Regions from separate parts of the Triticum aestivum genome. Here region 1 is linked to region 2. Evidence: chromatin contacts called from public Hi-C data. All regions are on one chromosome and are shown on one strand. Each heading gives the region's core, a stretch centred on a gene start, on an enhancer-like site or on the middle of the called end of the contact. The rest is flanking DNA. Distances are from core to core; before and after follow the strand shown.

What was found. A called contact is a pair of places that touch in the nucleus more often than the background predicts.
Region 1: a Hi-C map of leaf shows a contact between it and region 2, with 7 times the contacts expected there. The contact joins the enhancer-like site here to the promoter of LOC100286392 in region 2. A contact is called at or near these places in 2 of 5 Hi-C or Micro-C datasets (both in leaf).

The regions. Positions count from the first base shown.
Region 1 is chr6A:376,867,748-376,872,996 of IWGSC CS RefSeq v2.1, reverse strand. LOC123127580 (ribosomal RNA-processing protein 8) reads right to left here. Exons shown (of 9, transcript XM_044547326.1): 8 at 4,976-5,020; 9 at 4,507-4,860. The coding sequence ends at 4,792. Among protein-coding and RNA genes, the nearest start is that of LOC123127580, 13 kb to the right of the region's middle. Within about 2 kb of position 2,801, at least 2 of the 8 cell types and tissues checked have an H3K27ac peak or open chromatin away from gene starts, as enhancers often do. A contact at or near this core is called in leaf, where this site is marked.
Region 2 is chr6A:376,443,705-376,449,474 of IWGSC CS RefSeq v2.1, reverse strand. LOC100286392 (protein JOKA2) reads left to right here and starts at 3,049. Exons shown (of 7, transcript XM_044547325.1): 1 at 3,049-3,362; 2 at 5,140-5,770. The coding sequence starts at 3,291.

The sequences.
Region 1 (5,249 bases), core at 1,552-4,051, 420 kb before region 2:
GTGGTGTCTCCTAGATTGGTTAGGTGTCACTTGGGAGCCTCCATCAAGATTGTGGTGTTGAACCAAGAAGTTTGTACGGGCAAAGAGATCGCCTACTTCATGAAGATCTACCCTAGTGAGGCAAGTCCTTCGTGGGCGATGGCCATGGTGGGATAGACAAGGTTGCTTCTTCGTGGACCCTTCGTGGGTGGAGCCCTCCGTGGACTCGCGCAACCGTTACCCTTCGTGGGTTAAAGTCTCCATCAACATGGATGTACGATAGCACCACCTATCGGAACCACGCCAAAAATCTCCGTGTCTACATTGCGTTTGCTCCCTCCAAACTCCTCCATTTACCTTCATGTGCAATGTTTTACATTCCACTGCTATACTCGTAGACTTGCATGTGTAGGTCGATTGCTTGACTAGTGCTAAGTTGCTAAAATCTGCCAAGACTTAAAATTGGGAAAATGCTAGATTTTTATTTGGTCAAGTAGTCTAATCACTCCCCCTCTAGACATACTTTCGATCCTACGCGCCAGCCATTGTGTCGCAGGAGATGGCAGCATGGGGTAGTCACCCTACAGTTGCGGCCGACGAAGTAAGCATGGTGCGGCGTTGGTCGAGGACCAAAGAGACCAGGAACGTCTATACGCGGGACGAGCATAGTGTAGGCACTACAGATGGAGGGGTTTGGGGGTGGTCATAATAGCAGCGGCTAGGGAGTGTCTCAGTTAAAGGTGGCAGCGGTGGCTGGGAAGGGAAAAGGGGGTTCGGTGCCAGAAGGGTTGAGCGATCGGGTTGGGGAGAGGCCGGGTGGAGGGAAGAGCGGGTTGGGGTGGCGAGCGTCTAGCGGGTCGGTTGTGGGGTTTAGCAATCGGGTGGAGGGGCGATTGGATTGGGGCTGGGGATCGAGAGTAAGGGCTCTAGAGGGAGTTGGGGATCAAGAGGAGGGCTCGGGAGGGAAGGAGTTTGCAGCGGCAACAAGAGGTGCAACAGTGGCAGGAGAGAAAAGGGGTAGTGCGTGGCAGCGGCAGAGGCGCGTTAGCGCGAAGAAGATGGTGCAGCGGTGGCAAGGACCTACGGAAGTGGCACGAGGAGGATAGGGCGCGGCGGTGGCGCGAGGAGAATAGGGCACGGCGGCAGCAAAGGACCTGCGGTGGCGGCACGGGGGCGGAAGCTAGGGCTAGGATCGAAACCTATGTGATACCATGTAGTTTGGCAATGCAAAGCACGATGTATAGATCGGGTGCAATATGCATGTATATATAATACTACAAGTACCCCGACTGCTTTCCTCCTCCCCAAGAAAAGCCTCCTTCCTCCGCCTGTCGGCGCCGCCATGGATCCGCCCCGCCTCCAATGGCCTTTGGCCTGTGGAGGTGCAGAGGATCTCGGCCCCCGCCGATGGGAGGGACCCCGTTCTCGTTTTTGCTAGGTTGAACGTCTTGGTTGGGGCTATGTGGTGGCGGCGATGTCCCTCGGTAGCAATAATGTCTCCCACGTCCTATCCCCGTCCCGATGGTGCGAATAGCATTGTCGGAGGAGGCATAGAGGTGTGTCTCTGTCGGATCTCATGGGATTCGGTTGGTCCTGGTCTTCGGTGGATCTATTTGGATCCAGTTTTTGTTTGTGTGATTACAGGTTTGATCTTTCCGATCTACAACTCTTTTCATCGGTGATGGTTGCTGCTCTGGTGTGCTGGTCCTTTGGGGTCTTAGCACGACGACTTCCCGACTGTCTATTACAACAAGTTTTGCCCGGCTTCGGTGATGGAGGGGCGATGACGGCGGCGCGCCTTCGGCTCGCTCCAGTGCTTGTAGTCGTCGCTAGGTGGTCCATAGACCTGGTTGTATTTTTTATTGCCTCTTGTGTTTTCGGTATTGCCATGATTGATGAATAGATTGAAAATTTCTCTTGCAAAAAAATGCACATATATATAATGTATAAAATGGGTCGCGTCCTTCATCTATACAAGAAAACATGAGGTGAACTTGGTGTACAAGAAAACAATCTATATACGTAATATCATGTAATCAACAAAGATACACCCGTTTTGACCGAGGGAGTAGTAGATAGATATACACGAGAGATGTTCCGCTAGAAAAATCACACTGAAAAGGAGGAAGAAGGCGGAAATATGGGTAGGTGGAAATTAGCGGAAGGGTTGGAAAGCGAAAGGTCCAAACGCGGCGTTGGATCGAGTGAGACGAATTGGCCCTAAACATCGACCATTGCGGCCCCGATATGCAATTGGTGTTATTCTTGGCACCTTTCGGGGTATGGCGCCAAAGAACACTAAAAACAGAATTAGGCCGAGGCGTAGATGAAAATGATTACTGGTATTTCGGTAGGGATTGCTCCGACCTGAGGTGCGGCAGGTTTTGGCATGAAAATGAATGTACCGCAAGCGGCCAGGTCGTTTGCGGCGTCATGTAGTACACGTGGAACTTACACGCTAGCATTAGGACTCTCCCAATGTTCCACCTTGGACAGGTGCTAAGATTGTGAACTAAGCAAAAAGTCTTATGTGGCATGTTAGTTAAGATGTGAGAGAATAGTATGGTGACCCCGGAAGAAAACGGTGCTAAGTACGTGTACCTAGGTGGAAGCACATTTTGAGTCTACAACTAATTAAATACATGAAGCTTAGCACCCAAAAGCTTAGCACGTTTGTATTGGAGACTTGAGTTGTTAAGGCGTTTAATATATTTAGCACCTCATCTAAGCACCTTTACATGGAAGGAGGTCTTATAATGATCATGTTTGCTGTGGCTTAAGCCAAGTGTGTGGGCCCCACCCCCCTAAACACTGCTCATTTCGGTTCACTTCATAATTGGGGTCCGGCCTATGAGTCCAGATAGCGATGGATGGATAGATACGGCTGGTGAGTGAAGGTTGCACGAAGCAGCGTGTGTGTAAACTATGTTTAACTTAGTTGTTAGTACTACTTTCAGTATACTCTTTTCGTCTGGTTAAAAGTGTACACATATAAAAATTTTAGAATAAATTATAGAATGAAATAAAAAATACATTAGAAAGGTGCATGTCACCGTCTCTTTTTTTTAATTATTGTAAAGCCAAACATACACTTTTTACCAATACAAACATACAGTAGTATATTAGTACTACTTCCTCCATCCAAAAATACTTGTCATTAAAATAAATAAAAGAAGATGTATCTAGATGTATTTTAGTTTTATATACATCTTTTTTGTTCACTTTATTGACAAGTATTTTTGAACGGATGAAGTAGTATGTAGTACTTCCTCCATCCGAAAATATTTGTCATCAAAATGGATAGAAAGGAATGTATCTAGATGTATTTTTAATTCTGCATAGATGTCTTTTTATTCATTTTGATGAAAGTATTTTCGGACGGAGGAAATACTACTGTGTATAGAGTCTACCGTTTCTTTTTTACAGCCGTGTGACAGCACACTGCTGTGTCTCTCCCTCTCGGAAGGGGCACCTGTCAGATCTAACGCGATCCTCCATTAGCAGGGCATTAACCACTGCATGTACATAAAGTAAATCCTATACTTGGCAAGAGAATACGTACAGGAAATATTTAAGTATCTGTCTACTTGGATCTTGGAATTAGGGAGTCACCCGTGGAGTACTGCGCTATTTGTGCGTGTGTGCATTTTCTTACTCCTATATCCTGCCAATGGTATAATAATAAACAAATAAAGGTCAAAACGGGAGTATCGTTTTCATAACAATTGACAATATCGCTCGAGCATTTAAGGGCCTGTTTGGATCGGATCGCACGTGTAGAAGAAAAATACGCAACAGAAAAATATAGAAATTTTGACAGAAGTGCACGCAGAAACAGTTCTTCTCAACTGTGCAAGAGCAAAACGCATCTTAGTTGCGAAACTATACATTATTGATCACATTCACATGCCACTAGTGCTTCAGCGATGGTTTCATACAAGACAAAAACACATTTGCGTGGACTCTAACTGGAGACCACATCATATCAAGCAAGTTCAGTATGTTGTAGGAAATCCACAGACCTCCATCATCATTTACTAGAAGCTATTCCCTCCATCTCATAATATAAGAATGTTTTTGATACTAGACTAATATCAAAAACGTTCTTATATTATGAGACGGAGCTAGCGAATACTGTATAAACCGGTCGTGACAGGCTCGTGCTCGGCCACATGAGGAAAATGGAGGTGAATTATTTTTCGTTCTTTTTTCGCGGGGAGAGGCGAATTCAACCCAGGAAAAAAGGAAGCCAATTTTCCACCAGGAAGTGGCAGGCATGCAGACAAATCGGTCGCCATCCAAATCCACAAGTGGCAGCGACGGGTCACTCCAATAACCCCAATCAAAAAGGCAAGAGAAATCCAGTACTAGCGTAGATATTCTAGCTAGAAGGATGGCCTCGTTGTGAGCTGAGAAAGTACTACCTCCACAAAGAAATATAAGATCGTTTAGATCACTATAAAGTAGTGATGTGGTGATCTAAACAATCTTCCATTTCTTTAGAGAGGGGGTACCAAATATAACAAATAACACAGAAATCATGCCCTTTGTTGATCTTATCCTCCACTCGTTTACAAGGCCCAGGAAAGAAGATAAGAAGCAGATTCAGAACTGTATGATAATACACTTCTAAACTGCCTCGAGTTACAGCGCTTACTAGGTCATATCTGGTGTGGTCTGATTCTTTCAACATACAGCTGCCCAAAGGTAAAGGAAATAGGAGCAGAAAAGGATGACTACTTTAGCACAAGACATCGATTAATTTAACCACACTCTGGAAGAGGTCTGGAGCGACCATAGTGGGGGTTGAGATCATCGCCGCTTGTACAAGCAAGGTTTCAACTGGGGCCATTCAATGTTTTTCGCCACCTTGCTCTTTTCCTGTGGAGAGAAATCAAACCGCAACATCAGTTCAGTGTTAAAATATATTTTGACTATGTCAACGATGTAATTGTTAATTGTCACTCAGGCGGAGGTAGGAAACAGGGTGACCAACCTTTTTCCTGAAATAAAACAGGACAAACATTTTGTTCTTCTCATCCTGCAGAAAGGAACCAATTAGCAACTGACAAGTACCGGAGTGATTTTCTCTTTTTATATAACTAGAACAATGCCCATGCGTTGCAACCGGGTATAAATATTCTAGTACGTTAGCTTGTGATTTACTACCTGTCAATAATAATGCGATTGTGTAAATAAATGTTCATCAAATTCTGCCCGTGAATTGTCTTATATTTTGATTAGAAATTTGGTAAGTAAATTAAAGTGGA
Region 2 (5,770 bases), core at 1,800-4,299:
CAATCGGTACGTTACATGCCCGAGACTCGATCGTCGGTATCCCAATACCTCGTTCAGTCTCGTTACCGGCAAGTCACTTTACTCGTACCGTAATGCATGATCCCGTGACCAACACTTGGTCACCTTGAGCTCATTATGATGATGCATTACCGAGTGGGCCCAGAGATACCTCTCCATCATACGGAGTGACAAATCCTAGTCTCGATCCGTGTCAACCCAACAAAGACTTTCGGAGATACCTGTAGTGCACCTTTATAGTCACCCAGTTACGTTGTGACGCTTGGTACACCCAAAGCACTCCTACGGTATCCGGGAGTTACACGATCTCATGGTCTAAGGAAGAGATACTTGACATTGGAAAAGCTCTAGCAAACGAACTAACCGACCTTTGTGCTATGCTTAGGATTGGGTCTTGTCCATCACATCATTCTCCTAATGATGTGATCCCGTTATCAACGACATCCAATGTCCATAGCCAGGAAACCATGACTATCTGTTGATCACAACGAGCTAGTCAACTAGAGGCTTACTAGGGACATATTGTGGTCTATGTATTCACATGTGTATTACGATTTCCGGATAATACAGTTATAGCATGAATAAAAGACTATTATCATGAACAAAGAAATATAATAATAACACTTTTATTATTGCCTCTAGGGCATATTTCCAACAATTTGCACCTCCTTCATCTGTTAATGTCATTTAGTTTTGCCTCCACATGAAGAACATTATTATTGGTAATAAAATGAACATGTATGGATGAAAAACTATGTAAATAGTAGACAACTCTTTTGATAATTATTTTATGTCAAATGAGACGTGCGTTGCACGTACAAGCTTACTAGTAAACTCAGATGAAGGGAGTACGGGCCACTCGATTGAATGCTCTCCAGCCGAGTAAAGTAATACCACGTGTTCAGTCGTCATCGAACCACAGGATCGGCCGGACCAAGTATGCAAGAGGTTCTGTCGTGCGGACAAAGAAGATGGCCGTATTTTTTCTTTCAACTTGATGATGGCAGGACTAAAATATGTTAAAATCTGTAACTTTTAGGCTAGTCATAGTGGGAGTAATTTAGATTGTAACATAACATATTCCAAGACAAATTTGCTTATGTGACATGAAATTAATGAGAAGAGATGTTTATGATAATAATATGTTACTGTAAAATAACACATCCCAAAGCAAAATAAGTCTATATCTCAATTAATGAAGGCTTGTATGTTACTTCCTCCGTCACGGTTTAGAAGGCACGCTTAGAAATTCTCTGGGACCTAGTTGGTTATCTATTGGTTGTGAGATGGGGTTAAAAATAGCATTCACATTACGCATGCATATAGAAAATAGTATACGGAGTACTAATTAGCTACTAGAAATAAATGCAATGCGCCCTAAACCTTGTCTATTGTGGAAACGCACGCAAATTTAACTGTGCCTTCTAAACCGTGACGGATGGAGTATCATCCATATATTACTACCTATTATGAAGGTAATAACATAGAGCAGCAACATATACATGTTAGAGCAACTTCAATGGGGCAACCCATTTCGTTCGTGGCCATCCGTTTGAGTCGGCGCGGACAAAAAATTTGGCCTAATGCACCGACCCAAACGGACGCTCGTCCGCCTGCCGACCCATTCCTGACCCATTTTTGAGCCAGATTTGCGTCGGCATGGATACGAGACGGACGCGGGTGCGCTCGCCCTCTCCCCTCCCCGGGCCCGCTGGTCGGTGGCACATTGGTCTTTCCCCATCGAATAGCACACCCTCGCCACCTTCTTCGCCGCCGACACCGCCGTCCATTTTTTCCGATAAAAAAATATACATAGATAGTTCTAGCATAGACAGATAAAAGAAAAGATTAACTACTCGTCGTTTTCCGACTCCGACTCGTTAATGTCATCCTCTGACGTCTGAATGTAGGCGTCAACATACCGCTCGTCCTCGGAGTTTCAGGACGACGCTTCTCCTAGCTTCATGTTCAATTGAGCGGCTTACTTGCGCGAACGCTTGTCCTCCCGATAGGCGGCTCGCTCCGTCCTCCTCGCCTCCCTCTCCGTCCTCCTTTGCTTGTAGAACTGGCGCTCGTTGACGATATCCTGCGGGAAGCGTTTGCACCGCCATGGCTTCCTCGTCCATCTCGGCGATGGCGAGGCGACGCTGCCGCCTCTAGTTGCCACGACGATTCTCGTCGGTGAAAAGCCGTGGAAGAGACGCGAGATCCTGCGCCCGCTGGCTCGTCGACACGTCGGGAAAATTCATCTTCCAACGAGGCCGCCGGAGGCGCCACGCCGCTGCGTCGTATGCGTAGGCCGCCTCCTATGCGGTGTTGAAGGTGCCGAGACCGAGGCGTTTTTCGCCAAACCAGATCTCGGAGGAGAAGCCGCCGGAGCGGTGCTCGCGGACTCTGCGAAAATTCGAAGCACCCAGAACAACGCATCGACATGGTAACGCAGAGGCGGCGAGCCTAGTGAGAGGGGACGAGGCGAATGAGCGACGGACAGAGTGTGGAGGGAGCGCCTTCTTAACACGCGCTGGACGCGGCACGCCAAAACCAGCACGCTAGGCCGATTTTTCTACGCTCGCGCACTAGAGCCCCAAACCAGGCGACGACATGGCAGCTAGCATGATCTATGGCCGTCGGCCTTTTTTAAAAATTGCACGCGGATATGAAATGAATCGACGCGTTTGGCACACTGCCAACCAAATACAAAAAAAGGCAGATGGCCAACCCAAACGGATAAATGGGCCGGCCGTTTCGGTCGGCCCGTTGGAGTTGCTGGTCTAAATTACTCCCGCTGTAACCAGCCTTATCCATGTCCAGCAGCTGACGCGTGCGTCGGAAGCGTGGAGCCCACGCGACAAGACGCGACACCGGACAGGCGTTAAATGCATTCTCACCCTCTACTACTTCGCAACTCTGACAGGAAATCCAAAGGAAACCCTTGGGGCCCGCGCAGGCGGTGCGAGGCCTCGCCGCTGGCGCCTGGGCCCCGCACCCCCACGACTTAATTGCCCCAACGGTGTCCATCCTTCGCACCGAAGGAAAAGGCGTGATAAAAGAGGACTCTGGCACAAGAGCCTCGGCCGCACCCGCACATCGCCACTCTCCCACACGCCGCCACCACCGCCGCTGCGGCTTACGGCTACGCAGCTCTCGCGCCCCTCGACGCCGCCGCCGCCCTCCGAGGTTTCCGGCCGCTAACTTCGTCTCGTCTAGGATTGACCCGCTCCTCCGCACGATCGCCTACTCCTCCGCCTCCCCCCGAGGGTTTCCCCGCCGCCATGTCCGGCCTGAGCGCGCCGCCGTTCGACGGCCTCGCGTCGGGGCCCGATCCGTGGGACGTCGTCGTCAAGGTGATCCTTCTCCTGGTCTCGAGCCGTGGTTTTGTTTCGCCAGTAAGGGGATTATGTGCGAGGGACGGGAACCGCTTTTAGAAGGGTTTGTTCAAGGGGTCGGCTTCACGATTGCTGGTTGATTGGGCGTGGCTTAGGTGTGAGGTTGGGGTTTGCTCGCTGATCGGACGTATTTTACGTGTTTGGTTTTGTGGTTAATTTCTGCACCTTTCTTCTTAGTTTTTAGTTAAATAATCGATCTCTTACAATCGAATATGTGTAGAATAAAATTGATCACACAGGTTGTGCCATAAACAATATTTGAATACAATTGACGGGCACGGCCTTGCTCATGTTTGTTATTAAAATATGCACCTGACCCGGTTTTACTCCAAAATATGTTTGTCAGATCATGTTTTCTATTGAATAACTTCATGGATCAGTGCGTATTGTGCTTCTCTCTAGGATATAGGCGTAGCACAAAGTAATACTACATATTAGACATCTAACCTCAAATCTGAGCAATTAAATCCAGTTCATTGGTGGGTTAAAACTTAAAACTCATAATTTCTACTCCCTCCTTCCCTAAATATTTGTCTTTTTAGAGATTTCAAATGAACTAGCGCATACAGATGTATATAGACATATTTTAGAGTGTAGATTCACTCATTTTGCTCCGTATGTAGTCACTTGTTGAAATCTCTAGAAAGACAAATATTTAGGAACAGAGGGAGTATGTCAGTACTGGTATCAAATATTGTTTATGGCAATCTTGATTATGGGGTTAAGTGTATCATCGATGCATGTAATCACCAGTCAGCTGACCAGTCCTTTGTCCATCACATGTCATGGTAGTCTTGCCCTTCACTTTATGGCTCTTTGAATAAAGTTGTCTAGTTTGTTCTAGTTATTTTCTGATTGAGTATTCCCATGCACCAATCCTTCTGTATATTTTGTAACTTCATGACTTATTACGAGTTCAATATGGGTTGTTCTTTGATGATCTGAATTTTGTTTACATTTCATCTTCTTTCATAACGTGTAGTGAGAGATTGCTAATATTTCATCCATTAGGAGACCAATCTTATCTATGATAGTTTTCGGTCTCTTGTATAGGCTGCCGTCAGCTCGTCACATAAGCTAAATTGGTTCACATAGACTCTTATGGTTAATAATGTTTTGACTCTCGTATAGGCTATTGCCACATAAGTTAAATTGGTACATTTTCTCTCTGTACATTTGTGTAAATTGTGTTCTCGTTATGGCCCTTACCTAATTGGTAGAAGAGAAGAAATTATGATCAGTCTTTGTACATCTATAATCTAGAACCATAAGACTTGCACTATGATTGAGTAGTTTATTCTCTTACTTAATTGGTATGGAAGAGAAGAAATTATGATTAATGCAACCATTCAGTTTGAAATCAGCACCTCAGTTGTGCTCCGGTAATCACAATTCCTCTAGCATATCGTACTGCTGCGAACGTAACTGAAACTAATTATGATCTATCTTCTTATGTTACTTATCAGATGAGCATGACTGTCTGTACCATATATTACCATCACCATATGCTTTCTGAGTATTGATCCTTTCGATAATCCTTTGACTTTTGTAGTATAAGGACTAGTGAGTTCCTCAACCATTTTTTGGACCTGATCTCCTATAGTTAGCTATGCATCAAGGTCGTGTAAAAATTTGTTGTGCTTTGGATCATTATTATGTCCTCATGGTTTACGTGTCATATGATCTAATTGTGTTCTATCGTAGCGTTCTCATTTCTCCCTTCTCAATATTCCAGGTCAAATATGGTGACACACTTAAGAGGTTCAATGGTTATGTCAACGGAACGCACTTCACTTTGAATCTGTCTGCTCTCCGTTCCAAAATTGCAAGTGCTTTTAAGTTTGCCCCTGATGCTGACTTCATTCTCACTTACACTGATGAGGATGGGGATGTTGTTATGCTGGATGATGACGAGGACTTGCATGATGCAGCTATCCATCAGAAATTGAACCCTCTAAGGATTAATGTTCAGTTAAAGAATAGCCACGCTGGGGCATCTCACATTAACCGGCAGGATTCAAGCCCTAAACCTCTTGAGGCCACCACTCAGGATCCGATAGCTCAGATCAAATCTGTTATTGATGAAGCTTTAAAGCCCATATCAGAACCTTTGAGATCCACTGCAAGGGAAGATCCACTAGCTCACTTAAAATCAGCTCTTGATGAAGCTATGAAGTCTATCCATGAGCCAGTTCCTGAATCCCTTGCAAAACTGTCACGTGAAGTACTTGATGCAGCACCACCACAATTAACTGATCTGATAAAACCTTTCGTGAACTTGATCACATCAACCAACAGTAGCCAATCTGCTGGGCATGCTGAGAGTTCACCTGGCTCCTCCAGGGGTGTGCAGCAAGCACGGGTTG